Linked DNA regions of Zea mays: region 2 is linked to region 1. A link is a contact called in public Hi-C data. All regions are on one chromosome and are shown on one strand. Each heading gives the region's core, a stretch centred on a gene start, on an enhancer-like site or on the middle of the called end of the contact. The rest is flanking DNA. Distances are from core to core; before and after follow the strand shown.

Region 1 (6,677 bases), core at 3,923-6,422:
TCCTGAGAAGAAGTGTTCATGAAATTTCTGCTCTAATTCTTCCCAAGAGTTAATAGAGTTTGGTGGCAAAGCTGCGTACCATGCAAATGCAGTATCAGTAAGGGACAACGAGAATAAACGAACGCGGTAGGCTTCCCCATCAGCCAATTCTCCCAAGTGTGCTATGAATTGGCTTATATGTTCGTGTGTGCTTTTCCCACTTTCACCAGAAAACTTAGAGAAGTCTGGTATTCTAGTTCCCTGTGGGTATGGCACGGTGTCGAATCGGTGGCTATAAGGTTTCCGATACGATTGCCCTGTACCTGACACACTAACACCGAGTTTGTCCTTGAACATCCCGGCTACCTCATCTCTGACCCTCTCTGCCATGTCTGGCGACCATCCATTGAGTTTGTGGGTGGAGATTTCAGGTTGCCTGACATTACTCTGTCGGCTTTCCTCCCAGGTATGTTTGAGGTGTGTGTTAGGTGTCCTATTAATGTCACCAGCTCCTGCCCTATACCCCTCAGGCTCTCTTGTGGCCGAATAGTATTCAGCCCTATGTCCATGAGGTGGTATGGCATGATTATAATGTGTTGCTGGTGGGGCACCATAATGTTGCTGCGATGAATGTGGGAACTGTGCGTATTGCGCAGCTCTCGGCTCTGCGTATGCATATCCGGACGGTCCGGCGTAAGAGGCCGGATGGTCCGTGACCTGGCTGAATGGTCCGAAGGTATATCCGGATTGTCCAGCCGTATATGGTGCTGCGTGGGTAGTCTCGTACCCAGACCGTCTGTCGTAAAGAACTGGACGGTCCGCGATCGGGCCGAATGGTCCAGGGCTGTACCCGGACGGATCGGCCATATATGGCGTGACTTGGGCAGTCTGCGCATGGACTCGTGTAGAGTCGGATGGTCCAGCGTAATACGTCGGCCGGTTCATGCCATATCCGGACAGTCCGACGTAAGATGGCGGACGGTCCGCAACATATCCGGACGGTCCGGTGTGATGCACCGGACGGTCCGTGATGGGGCCGAATTGTTCGGGGTTGTACCATGGTGGTCCGGCCATGTACGGTGCGACCTGAGTGTTTTGTGTGCGGGCCTGCATCTGGTCGGATGGTCCGGCGAAATACGCCGGACGGTCTGCAGTATAACCGGACTGTCTGAGATGATGCTCGGACGGTTTGGTCGCGTCCAGTACCTGCCGCGTGCCTAGTGGTTGCGGCTGTGATGGTGACACGAAAGTGTGCATCGGCATACCATATGATGGCTGGGTCAAAGGTGACCCGTTTATAGCCGATGTGTTTGACGTGGGTGGCACTGTATTAGACTCCCACGATGGAAAGTTAGGAGCAGCTGATTTCTCGTATGCACGTAAATGCATTTTAATAGATTCATCTACATATTGCTTTAACTGATCTCCTCGTTGATCCATGAAAGTCGTAAGAGACAGATCTGGAGTACTTACAGCGGGACCCTGAAGTGGAGGTAGGAGAGATTCCATATCGATCTCCCCTTGACGGACGATCTTCTGGTGGCGATCTACCGTGAAGTGTGACAAGTACTTGTCCGCCGCCTCCTTGCGCCGTTCGGAGAGTGTATGCAGCAGTTCTGCCTCTTCCTTGTCGCGTTGTTCGTTCCATTATCGCATCACCTCCTTCTCATCGCGCATTACGAGGTCTTCAAAGGGCCTTTGGTCATCAGCCGGGAGCGTCTCCATGGCCGGCTTGATGATGTTGGTGGTGGAGATCTTGGTGTGATCCTTAGAACCGGCCATCTATGGGCCGATTTTTAGTAGGTCTAGACACCTAATCCCCAGCGGAGTCGCCAAAAAGTATGTTGACACCTTTTTGGAGGCGCCAATCACTTAAAAGAACCAGCGGCAGTGCTCTCTGGTCAGGCGCGGACGGTCCGCGGCCTGGGGCCGGACGGTCCGCGACCTGGCGCGAGGCGGCGGTGCTTTCTGGTCAGACGCGGACGGTCCGCGGCACAGGGCCGGACGGTCCACGACCTGGTGCAGGAGCTCGGGTTCCCTGCCTGACGGCCGGACGGTCCGCGCGTGCGCAGGGGCGGCGGAAGATCGCCGGCGGCGCCTGGATCTCGCTCCCGGGAGGGACCCCGTCGGGGAGGAGAGATCCTAGGAGTTGTCTAGGCTCGGGCCGGCCGACCTAGACTCCTCTAATCGACGTAGAGTCGAGGAGAGGCAGAGAATTTGGGGATTGGAATACTAAACTAGGGCTAAACTAGAACTAGACTAGAACTACTCCTAATTGTGCTGAAAATAAATGCGAGATAGAAGTTGTATTGGTTCGATTGTTGGGAGTTCAATCGGCCGTAGTCCTTCATCTATATAAAGGGGGAGGTCTGGATCCGTTTTCAACTGTTTCCCGAGTTAATCCCGCGATTTTAGGTAACAAATCCCGCGAGAAACTAGGAACCCTAACTGACTCTGCGCGCGCGCGGACCGTCCGCGCCACCACCGCGGACAGTCCGGACCGCGGACCGTCCGGCCTCGGGGCCGGACCGTCCGCACTGCTCTTTTTAGAGCTCAACAGAAACTCTAAAAGGTCTTCTAAAATTTAGAGGATGATATTCGTGCGCTATGCCGCTATGTATAGAGGGTGTACGGTGGTCCTCTATGCACTGTGCTTATTTCTGTGTATGTGTGTTCATGTGTCCACGACTCGTATAAAATAATATATAATGTCAGATCTAGTAACACTGTTGATATAGAGTATGAAATTTAAATAACATAGATGAAGAAGATATAAAAGATATGATTTTTTTAAGAGTGTTGTAAAAGACTGAGAATATTTTTTAGGGAATAAAATTTAGTTGACATTGTTAGAAAGACTATAAAGAAAATATTGAGAGGTGCTCGTCTGCTCCACCACCTGGCCCAGCTACCGCAAAACGCACAGGAGACTGTCCGAGATACCCCACCCCACGAGTGTTAGCGGCGGTCCGGTGGCTTGCCTATCGCTGTAGCAGTTAGGCACACACCCCTAGCAGGCTAGCACGGCCGACGCGCTGGACCGGGCTTCCGGCCCCGCCCCGACAACGCCGTGCCGTCGGTTTACGCGCGCCGTAACTGTACAGGCGGGTAGCCTTTTAGTAATCGCGTATATAAAGGCTCTCGTTACAGAAGATCCGGCGGCGAGCGCACGGAACGGAACGGTAGAACCAAACCCCGACTCCAGTACCGCCTGCCCCGGGTTGGCAGTTCGGCACATCTCGCTCGCATCGATTTTTCGACCGCAGCCGAGGAACGTCACGTGACGCTGACCAATCATGCGTGGCTCGTGCTTCCACGGCGGCTGTACGTGCGAGGTACCATGCCGTAGCTGTTCATGCGCCATCAACGTATGCCGCGTTGCATGAATTTTGAGTCCCAGCCGGTACCTGGTACTAGTACTTGATCTTGGAGTATCAGGGGTCCCAGTGGTTGTCTCAAATAGCGATGATGTGGAGCTCAAAAAATAATAAAAATAGTAACCACTAATATTTAGTTTCACAATTAATATACTTAAATTATTAGAATACATTAAATCTCCTATCTATTTGCTCGCTGTTAGCTACTCTGGATAAACCACAGGATTTCGGGCACTCCCGCGACCCGAAACGCCGCTGCACATGTTCGTTCCAGGCTTCCGTTCCGGCACAGGGAAAGAACGCGAGCGCCAGCAAGGCCCAGCGAAAAGCTGTTACCCAATTCGTGCTGCCCTGCGCCGATCATGAAACCGTGCAACTTGAGAGCTGCAGAGGCAGCTGGTCATAAGGATCTCGGAGTGGGTTACCAGCATGCAACCGCACTGGCAGTGGCAGAGAGCGAGAGATCGATCGATGGACGAGGACGACAAAGCTTAAGATCTTTAAGGGGGAGCGAAAAGTGTTACAAGCGATGGGACATGGCGAGCGGGCACAAGCACCTACCATCAAATCGAGACGACTAAGCCTACTTACAGACGACAAGATTATGCTTAATGTTTCTGGCGACCCATCAATGGTAGAACGGCGAACGACTAGCTGGCCGGCCGGACGCTGGAGCAGACAGCGGCGGGGCTTCGGCGGCTTGCTACTCGTCCGGCACCTTGTAGGCGTCGGCGGTGATCTCGGTCAGCCACAGCCCAGGGAACAGCGCCTGCACCACGGGACACAATAGCCAGAACGAGATTAGCTGGATCTATCGGAGCGTTGTGTTCTTCCGAACAAGAACTGATTATATATATTCGATGACGAGATAGAATAATGCTACGTTTTTTTCTTTCTCGTGCAACATGAAGTGGTTATAGGTGGAGCACGAGGGGCAGTATGGGGAATTGGCCTTACATCGAGCTGCCGCTGCACGACGCGAGGACGCTTCCGGGGACGCCGCCGCGGCCGGGCGCCGGTCAGAGCGTACACGTCGTCCTCCACCTCCTCCGCCGTCAGCGCCACGGCGAACGGCGCGCGCTCCAGGGGCACGGGCAGCCGCGCCTTCTCCGCCCCCGCCCCGGCGGCGTCCCGCGCGTGCGACGCGTCGAGTGCCGCTGCCGCAGCCGCTGCCGCCCCGCGTGCCGTTGGTCGGCGGCACTTCCGGTCACGCAGGTTCCAGGGCCTGGCCGCCGCAGCCTCCTCCGGCTGAGACGGCGTCGGCTGCGGAAGCGGCGCTGCCGGCTCGGGTCCCGGCGGCCGGGGTTGCGGCTTAGGCGGCGGCGGGGGCGGGGGCGGGGGCGGCAGAGGGCGGAGGTGGCCCATGAGCTTGGCACGGGGATCTTTTATCTGACCGTCGCAAGGCAGCTCCATCTGCACGGTGCCCGCGTCGGCGCTGAGACGTCGGTGCGACGACGAGGAGGAGGATGAGGAGGAGGAGCGGCGCCGATCGCGCGCGCCGCCTCCCCCGGTCACTACCGGGCCTGGGAGGGGAGGCACGCGGCGTGCGCGAGGGCGCGGCTGTGGCGCCCACGGCTTGAGGTGGTGCGACGCCGCGGGCGGCGGCTTCGCCCTCGGATCCGCGGTCGCCGCCATGGTCTCCTCGCGGCGTCCGCGCACTGAGGGGAGGCGACGCGACGGAACGGGAGAAGCAGATGCAGCGGGCTGGCGCAGGGGTGGCTGCGGCGGTCGGCTCGCCGGGGGACGTCGAGGCGGCGGTGGAGGAAAGCAAGGAGGGGCCGAGGGTAGAAAGAGACGGACGGCGTGGTCGTTTGCGTCGCAGTGTTTTGTTGTTACGGGGGAGGGGGAGGCCAGGCATCGCCAGTCGCCACGGACGCGAGGCCGTGACAATGGGTGGGAGGCCGGAGGGGGGGCAGTTTGGAGAATTCTGCGGGGCAGGAGCAGGACACGAGCGCCGGAGGCTTGGGCTCTGTGGTTTGTGTAAAAAGGGCATGAGCTGCCCCGGTAGGAGTAGGACGCGATCCCGCGGGGCCCGCTTGCAGCGAGCGCGTGCGCACGAGGCGCGGAGTCCGCGTGCCGGAGCCGGCCGGTGGTGGGTTCGTTTGGAATTTCTCAGGTGGCGGCGGGCCCGGGATGTCAGCCTTGGCGCACGGGGACCGGGTCCTTCCGTTCCCGCGGAGCGGTGTGACGGGTGCGCTGCTGCTGCGCGCCGTGCGGCTCTGACGGGGCCCGCACGCACGGCGCGACAGGCGACGCGAGGGCCGAGAGGAGTTGCCTTGCCTGTGGCTGGCCTACACGGACCACACCAGGCAACTGCAAGCTTTGTGCGGTGCGCGAAACACGTAGCATAGCCACCTCGTCGCGTGCAGCTGCAGCTCTCCGCGACTCAGCAGCTAGAGCTGACAGCTGACACGAATGTTTGTTTGGGCGTCCACTGCCGCATGTGTGTGGCGATTATACTACCAGAGCTACGGCCGCGATCTAGTAGCAAGGGGTAAACAACACAAAGCAGTGCATGCATGCGGAAGGGGCGCTGTCACGTTAGTGTAAAGTCTCAACAAACCTAGCGGTACGATCGATACTGTGCGTGGGGCACAAGTCTGCTTGCCCCTTGCCCTCTGCGCGCGCGATCAACAGTGAACGAGTGGGAAAGATACATAACGTACGTACGCCGCCGCAGGAAGCATGTACACGGTGCATGATCGAGCGTGCCTGCTGCTGCCTAATCCACGCCCTTGGAATTTTGTCTAGTTTAAGATGACATCGATGCATGCCTTTGCCAAGTGATTGCAACGGACACCGGAACAAAAAAAAAACGGATCCAAACCGTCCCCGGAAAACTTTCCTGCCTGCACGCGCGAAGATGCATGCAAAACCGTCCATGGAAAACTTGCTTGTTCCGTGAGCATGGAACTGGATGCATATGCATGCCGCAAGAGGCCGCCGGTGAGAGGACCACGGCACGGCACGGCAGGAAGGCGCATGTGTCAGTCTGGCTTCGGGCTCCGATCCCGGCTCCCGGCCGTAGAACATTTTGTAACGGATAGGTTGAGAGAATCATTGCAGCTAGGCATCATGCATGCTACAATATAGCCCTCGTCATCAAGCTGCCATCGGCAAGCAACTCTAGTCTCTAGCTGTAGCTCTCGCGCGCGGCTCGGCTCGGCGGCTCGCCAAGTCGCCATCCATCCATCATCCCGGCCCTCTTCAGCCGCGCACACAACACGGAGCTCTCTACCGGCCCCCCCATTCTCGCAAAGAATCCGACCGATGTCGTCGCGTCTGTGCGTAACCAGTTCCCGGCCATGTTGCGCGTGCGTC
Region 2 (6,965 bases), core at 3,694-6,193, 260 kb before region 1:
TTACTTACTTCTCTTTGAGTTCCTGCTGTTTGCTTTGCTTTCTGCTGGGGTGTGGGAATGGGATGCGGTGTGTCCGTTTGACGTTTGTTCGTTTGAGGTTGGGCGGGGGCGCATGTTTTTCTTCGTTCGTTTTATGCTCCAACTATCTGTGGACTGCTAGTCCTAGCAATGGACGAGCCTGCTTTGGGCATGTTTGGTTCAGCTTTTTTCTGACCAACTTTTTCGAGAATCTAGCTGTGGGGAGAATCTGGCTGTGTAGGGAATTTAAGTATCATTAGGATTACGTGCGAAAGAAGATAAAATTGTCCATGGGGCTCAGGATCTATAAAGTGACGGATTACTACTATTGCGACGACTCAACCGATTATATGTTTATATTGATTTTTAATGGTTTTTACTCAAACGAATTTTATAGAAGCTGGCTGAAAAGCTGAGTGTTTGGTAGTTCGTAACAGCTTTTGGTGGCCAGAAACTGCAAAAAGTCAAAACAAACAGGGGCTTTGTGTTCAGTCTCAGTAGTTTGTAGTTCGCGGTGCGCCGCGCCGCGCTCAGTTGTTGCCTGGACTGGAGTGTGGAAAATTCCCCAGTCCGAGTCAAAACCAGGAGCGGGGCCCGAACAGCAAATGGACAAGCGGACACGGCATAGCGGACAAGCCTTCGCCTGCTCTGCCTTCAGCCATTCACCCATTCAGGAAAACGACCGACGTCTGACGGGACTGGAGCACGCGCGTCATTCGGATCGGAACATATCTTTCAGAAGGAAATAAAAAAATCTCGACTGGAAACTTGGAAGGTCCGCAAGGTCGGTTTCATTTCATGGCAGCGGAAGAAACTGTAGGGTCTTCAGTCTATTGGTCCTCGACCCCGTGTTGGATGGATCTCCGACCAACCGTTACCTGTTACGTTTGGTTTGGTAGTACTGAGAGTGAGACCTCGGCATGTAGATATTTCTATATATAAATAATCGTAATAGTGTTGAGACGTTATTATAGACATGGGTTATTTAATTATCTATCTTGGTCGTCATCAATGTTAAATGCTCATGAATATTCATATCGAGATGTTGCATTTATTTGATATGTAGGTATGAAAACGGTCGAAAAAACATCTAGTTTTGGTTTTGTTTTCATATTTTTTTGGCGGAGCGAAAACAAAAACAAAAACCCAACGATCGAAATATGGGATCGGGATTGTCGGTTGTTCGAAAACGATAAACTCTACCCGAAATGTCACATATTCTGTAGTTTCCACAATTACATAATAAGGTGACATGTTGTCTAATTTTAAGATGTTAAAATACACAAATATGAAATAACTCTTCTTGATCATTTATATTATTCAGAATAATTAAAACTTTTGTTTTTTATTCACTTAAACAGAACATAAGTCTGTAACTTACATAAATTATATGTTAGATGTATCTCATATGACATAAAATGGTTATGTCATCACAACTCGCAAATGGAAAATTTGAAAACGATTGGAAAACTAGCCAAGTCGTTTTCGTACCGTTTCTAATCAGTTCCCGGACAATTCGTAAACGAACGGGAAAAAAACTTTTAGCATAGTTTATAATTTTTGGTGGAGCTAAATTGCTAATGAGTGCTAAACTTTAGCACAATACTTTTAGTCACCCTATTTGTTTTTTTAGTAGCTAAACTTTAACAAAAAAAATACGGTGCTAAAGTTTAGTAAGGATAAATAAACGGGCCCTTGGACCTCCTTTGAGAGGGCTCCGGGTCCTCTAAAAACAGTTTCGACTCTGGCTCCTCTGAAGGAGCCATAGTCGTTTTGCAATTCGTTTGGCAAACAACATCTCCTATGTTTTTACGAATGATATACGAGGAAAATATAAAAGGAATCACTACAAACCATATTTTTGGTGTTCTAGATTCCAACAAGAAAACGACTCCAGCTCTTGAAAGACTCTCGACGAGAAGCCATTTTAACGATTTGGTATAGCTCTACCATGAGCCTGAGTTAGAGTCACCCAAAGAGCCGTGCCAAAAGGGTGCTCAGACCAAACAGAGTCGACCTGTCGCATACTAGGGTAGACTTAGACCACCTTTTGGAGTTTTGTAAAAATATCTCCCTATTTTGGCTTTTTAGCAAATGGAGAAAAATGTCCTATGATAGTTTAACAAAAGTGCTTAAAAATTAAAAGCTGCCAAATATTGCCTCTAACCTGTAACTTTTAAAAATCAAAGCAAATTGAACGCACGAGTAAATTAATAAAACCAAAAGTTTTCAGTTAAGATAAGAAAACGGTAAGAAACAAATAAACTATTAAAAAAGTTCAGTCAGTCAGAAATGGTTCATAATTTTCCAATGCAGATTCGTTTGGAAAGTGATTATATATAGGACACTGTAAGAGAAGGATACAATTTAGGCTTTCTATTTTTTGTTAACTTGCTAGACCTACCAATTTAGCAAGTAAAAAAACTATACCAAACTTGAGACGCTCTTAGATTGAAAGTTGAAACCTAAACCTGGTTAAGATTGTTACATGTATATAAATCTCTAGTGGGGTTGCCTTGCCTACGCTCCGTGTGTTTGGTTTAGTGCCCAAGCTAGCAAGTCAAATTTGTAATCTGAAGCACTGAAGCCCATGCTTCCGGGCGAGGTTGTTTTGTGTGGGTGCTAGGAGCCAGCCAAAAGACTTTGACTCGTGCAATTGTGTAGCTGTGGCAATGAAGTCACGGTAATTACAAACTGATCCGTGTGGTGGACGATCAGTAGACCTGACTAGCAGAGAGAGAGGCGACTCTGTTCATCCCGAGCTAGTGAACGTAGTTTCGTGGAAGGAGCGAGGACGGGAGTGGAGTGAGTAGACAAACAATAGAAGAAGAGTGTGCGGACACCTACCGCTGTACCGCACAAGCGCTGTCATTACGAGTCCCCTAACAGCCTGTTCCGTACCCGACGAGCTGGCTGAAGCGAATGGGCTCTAGATCTTTTTCGGGTTTCTCGTTTGGACTCGGTCTAGCTTGCTGTATCAAGCGTGGCAGGACTCACGCGGTCACGCCTGAATTTTTAGTATGAAATCGGAGTCTTGACTCGTGATCACTCAGGCGGAACAGTTTTTTTCCTTACAAATTGATATCACGAAATTAAGGGCATGTTTGTTTCAGCTTATAGTTTATATAATCTGAATTATAATCTAAATTATATAATCCAGATTATAATTTAGATATATTATAATCTATATATAGTTGTTTGTTAGTTTAGATTATATAAATGTAGATTATTCACAAAGACAACAATGCCCTTATTGTTTATTTGAGGTGAGAAAAGAAGGATGTCATATATTGTAATTTCTATTTACATAACCATGGATAGTGGGTATTTTGCCAAAATAATCTCAAATAAGTTAGTCTTGAGGAGATTATGAGATTATCATAATCTGGGGTTTAGATTATATAATCTGAATCCATAATCTATATGTTTGTTTAACTATTGGATTATTTACGCTGGATTATATAATCTGGAGAGATTGTAATCTCAAACAAACAGGGCCTAAGTTGGATGGTACCCACAACTGAGAACACGGATATATAGAGCCAGTGTTAACCACCATATACTATGATTTCTTTTTCGGGTGGAAGCAACTACCACCTAGTTTATTTCCACTTATAACCGATTTGATTATAATCACAGTATTGTAGGGATGTTTTTTTTTCGATTCTCGATTGCGCTAGCTTAAAGTTCTAAGACTATCTTCAGTGGTTTACCCATCCATATATCCATATTCAAACTCTACTATGTGAACAGTGCAGTCTAACGTGTAAAACAATGTTATGAGTGACTATATAGGTAGACTATTGGACACGGTCTAAAGCGGCGATCGAAAGGATTACGAGATTGTGCGAAGCGGTTCCCTCTGTGTTATCTTCTTAACTCTCACTTTTTTGTCACCCTCTAAGAAATTTCATCCCTCTAAATCTTAGCTCCCATGGTGGTTCCCTCTTAATCCACCACATATACATAGTTCACCGTATTTCTATTGTGTTTTAGATTAGATTTTTTCTACATATATATTTGTCGTATTCTAAAATGATAAGTACATATTAATTCGTAATTTATATTTAAAAAGTTAAGAGAGAAAAAAAGAACACAGTAGATTTAGGGGTAGGGACAGGATAATTGCTGCAACTTTAGAATGTCCCTAAAACCGGTCTGAAGAATAGTTACCTCTAGCGGGATTCTCAATTTTGAAAAAAGATAGTCGGATTATAAATAAAAACAAATGGGACTATGTGATCACGTGATGCATAGCCAAGAGGTAGTGTCTCTTTCATTGGTATGCGTTTAGAATACTTCCTCCATACAAATAAAAAACAAGTGTCGTTATAGCATTTATACCGACCAATATTTCTCAAATTTAATTAAGAATTTTAGTTAGATAATTAAAATATATTGGCAATATTTATATCTTTATATAACAAATACTATAAAAACAGATACAACAATCTATTAAATATATATATATATATATATATTATAAATAAAAATATTTATAATTAAATTTAAATACTAATATATATATATATATATATATATAATTAAAATTAAAAATATTTGATTTCTTAGAAAAAACGAGAATGGTCATTATTCTGGGATGGAAGGAGCAGCACGCACCAGACAGTGGTACATCGTAGGACCAAGAAGTCTAGGGATGACGTAGCACTAACTAGCAGGCAGGCAGGCAACGATCATTGATCAAACGGCTTGCTTGACACGGACCGGGAAGACCGCCAAGTCCACGCTCCAAGCGCCTCAAGTCTCAATCCGTGTCATCTCCTGCCCCACCAGCAACAGCAACCATCCTTCGCCGAAACCGGGTCAAAGTCTACGGGACCTACCAGTGGCGGCGGCCGCAGGTCACAAAGCAGGAAGCAAACGCGTGCCCAGTTGGAGCTAGCTAACAAAGCAGCTAGATGAAGGGTGAACCCAGCCAACCTCGTCTTCTCCCCGCCATGGCTGCTCACCTACCACGCCTCCCCGTCCTCCTCCTCGTCCTCCTGGCTGCCCATGTCGTCTCCACCTCCGCCCATGCCGAGCCTCCTCTTCCGAGCCCTTACAACACCTCCGCCCATGGCGAGCCTCCTCTTCCGAGCACTTACAACCCATCCATGTGCTCGGAATCGTTCCGGTGTGGCGGCGTCGAGATCCGCTACCCGTTCTATCTTGCCAACGCAACCGCCGACTACAGCGGGAACTACTACTCCTGCGGCTACACCGACTTGAGCGTTTCCTGCGAACTCGAGGTCGAGGGGCCGTCGACGACCTGGACCCCTACCATCCGTCTCGGCGGCGACAACTACACCGTCAAGAACATCTACTATGACTATCATACCATCTCACTGGCGGACAGAGATGTGCTCGGAGGCGGCGGCTGCCCCGTCGTCCGCCACAACGTCAGCTTCGACGAGACGTGGCTGCACAACGCCAGCGCCTTCGACAACCTCACCTTCTTCTTCGGATGCCACTGGGGGCCACGCGATACACTGCCTGAATTTGCCGGCAACAACATCAGCTGCGCCGGGTTCAGTACTCCAACTGTCAGTGGAGGCTCCTTCGTGTTCAAGCCTGAAGATCTTGACGAACAAGAGGAGCAGGAGTTGGCTTCACACTGCGACGAGGTTTTCTCCGTGCCAGTGGGAAGCGATGCTCTGCGGGCGACCGACACCTTCAGCCTCACAGGGTACGGGTACGGCGACCTGCTTAGGCAGGGGTTCGAGTTGGAATGGAATCGGACATCGGAGGATCAGTGTGGCCAGTGCGAGGGATCGGGCTCGGGCTCGGGCTCGGGCTCGGGCGGATGGTGCGCCTACAGCCAGAAGAGAGAATTCCTGGGCTGCTTGTGCAGCGGAGGGAAGGTGGGCAACCCGTTCTGCAAACCATCGAGTAAGTCCTGAACCGACCCTTCGTATTTTCGCAGTCAACAGAGCACGCACCAGTTGCGTTGCGCCAGTAGCTTCAGCTAGCCCCCGCAGTGTCTGGTTCGCCCTCTCCAAACGGACCATGATGCTAAACGGCAAGCGCAGCCCACAGGCGGGCAAGGCCTGGTTCGCCTCTCCAAACGGACAAGTTTGGTAGTGTTGGCCAGAGACGGATGAACTTCTTTTTTGGTCGTTTTCGTTCCTTTGTTCCGTATACGCCATGTTCTAGCCCACCCGAAGACGTGTTTCCAGGGTTGGAGTTGGTAGTGACAGTGTCCTCCCTACCCGCTTTGATTTTCAGCCCCCTTTTCCATTGGTACTCCTATCTATGGTTATGAACTGCTGACCACTTATAGAATATTATAAAAAGTACGAATTTTCTTCTACATAGTAAAAGGGGTTAGAGGGGAGTTCTTTATTTGACATAAATAAAGATATGGGTTCATTTCTTGGTCCTTAAAATATAATTTTTTACTATTTACCACTAGATATAAATTTGGTTCTCTATATGACGCTGCTGTTAGTTCTACCCTCTGACCGTGTTAGCTTTGATGTGAAGAAACAATTCATACATCAATAATTATTCAATAAGGTAAATTTGTTTTTTACAAGAAAGTTAACACCGTTAGAAGTCAGAACTAACGTGGGTGTCATGTAGAAAACTAAATTTACATCCAACATTAAATAGAGAAAAAAATATATTTTGAGGGCTCTTTTTAATGGTTATTGGATGAAGGGTCTAGGTTTTAGTTTGCTAAGAAGAACCATTAGCTTGCGGCTTTTATCACCTGTAGGTACTAGCACCTTGAGAGAGAGAAAAACTTGCTTTTTGTTTCAAATTTTACCTTGAAGTCAAATTTAGCCATACACTTAGCAGGACCACCAGCTTGCTATATCTTAGGCCTTCTTCATCTTCTTTCCTGTTGGGCCTTCCATATCAGTTTCGTTCCAACCGCCGCTCCCTCGCGCTTACCGCTCTGTAATGTTTGCTAGGTGTTTGATTCATCACAAAATCACAGAATT

Evidence for each region. A called contact is a pair of places that touch in the nucleus more often than the background predicts.
Region 2: a contact with region 1 is called in a Hi-C map of ear, with 2.7 times the contacts expected there. The contact joins the promoter of LOC100273535 here to the promoter of LOC100273686 in region 1. A contact is called at or near these places in 3 of 25 Hi-C or Micro-C datasets (ear, endosperm and leaf).

What each region holds. Positions count from the first base shown.
Region 1 is chr8:155,585,883-155,592,559 of Zm-B73-REFERENCE-NAM-5.0, reverse strand. It overlaps LOC100273686 (DUF1639 family protein), which reads right to left and starts at 5,172. Exons shown (of 1, transcript NM_001148098.1): 1 at 3,831-5,172. The coding sequence starts at 4,991. The coding sequence ends at 4,236.
Region 2 is chr8:155,846,776-155,853,740 of Zm-B73-REFERENCE-NAM-5.0, reverse strand. It overlaps LOC100273535 (Putative WAK receptor-like protein kinase family protein), which reads left to right and starts at 4,943. Exons shown (of 5, transcript NM_001147953.1): 1 at 4,943-5,907. The coding sequence starts at 4,977. LOC100384648 reads left to right here. Exons shown (of 1, transcript NM_001177137.1): 1 at 1-1,052. The coding sequence ends at 18.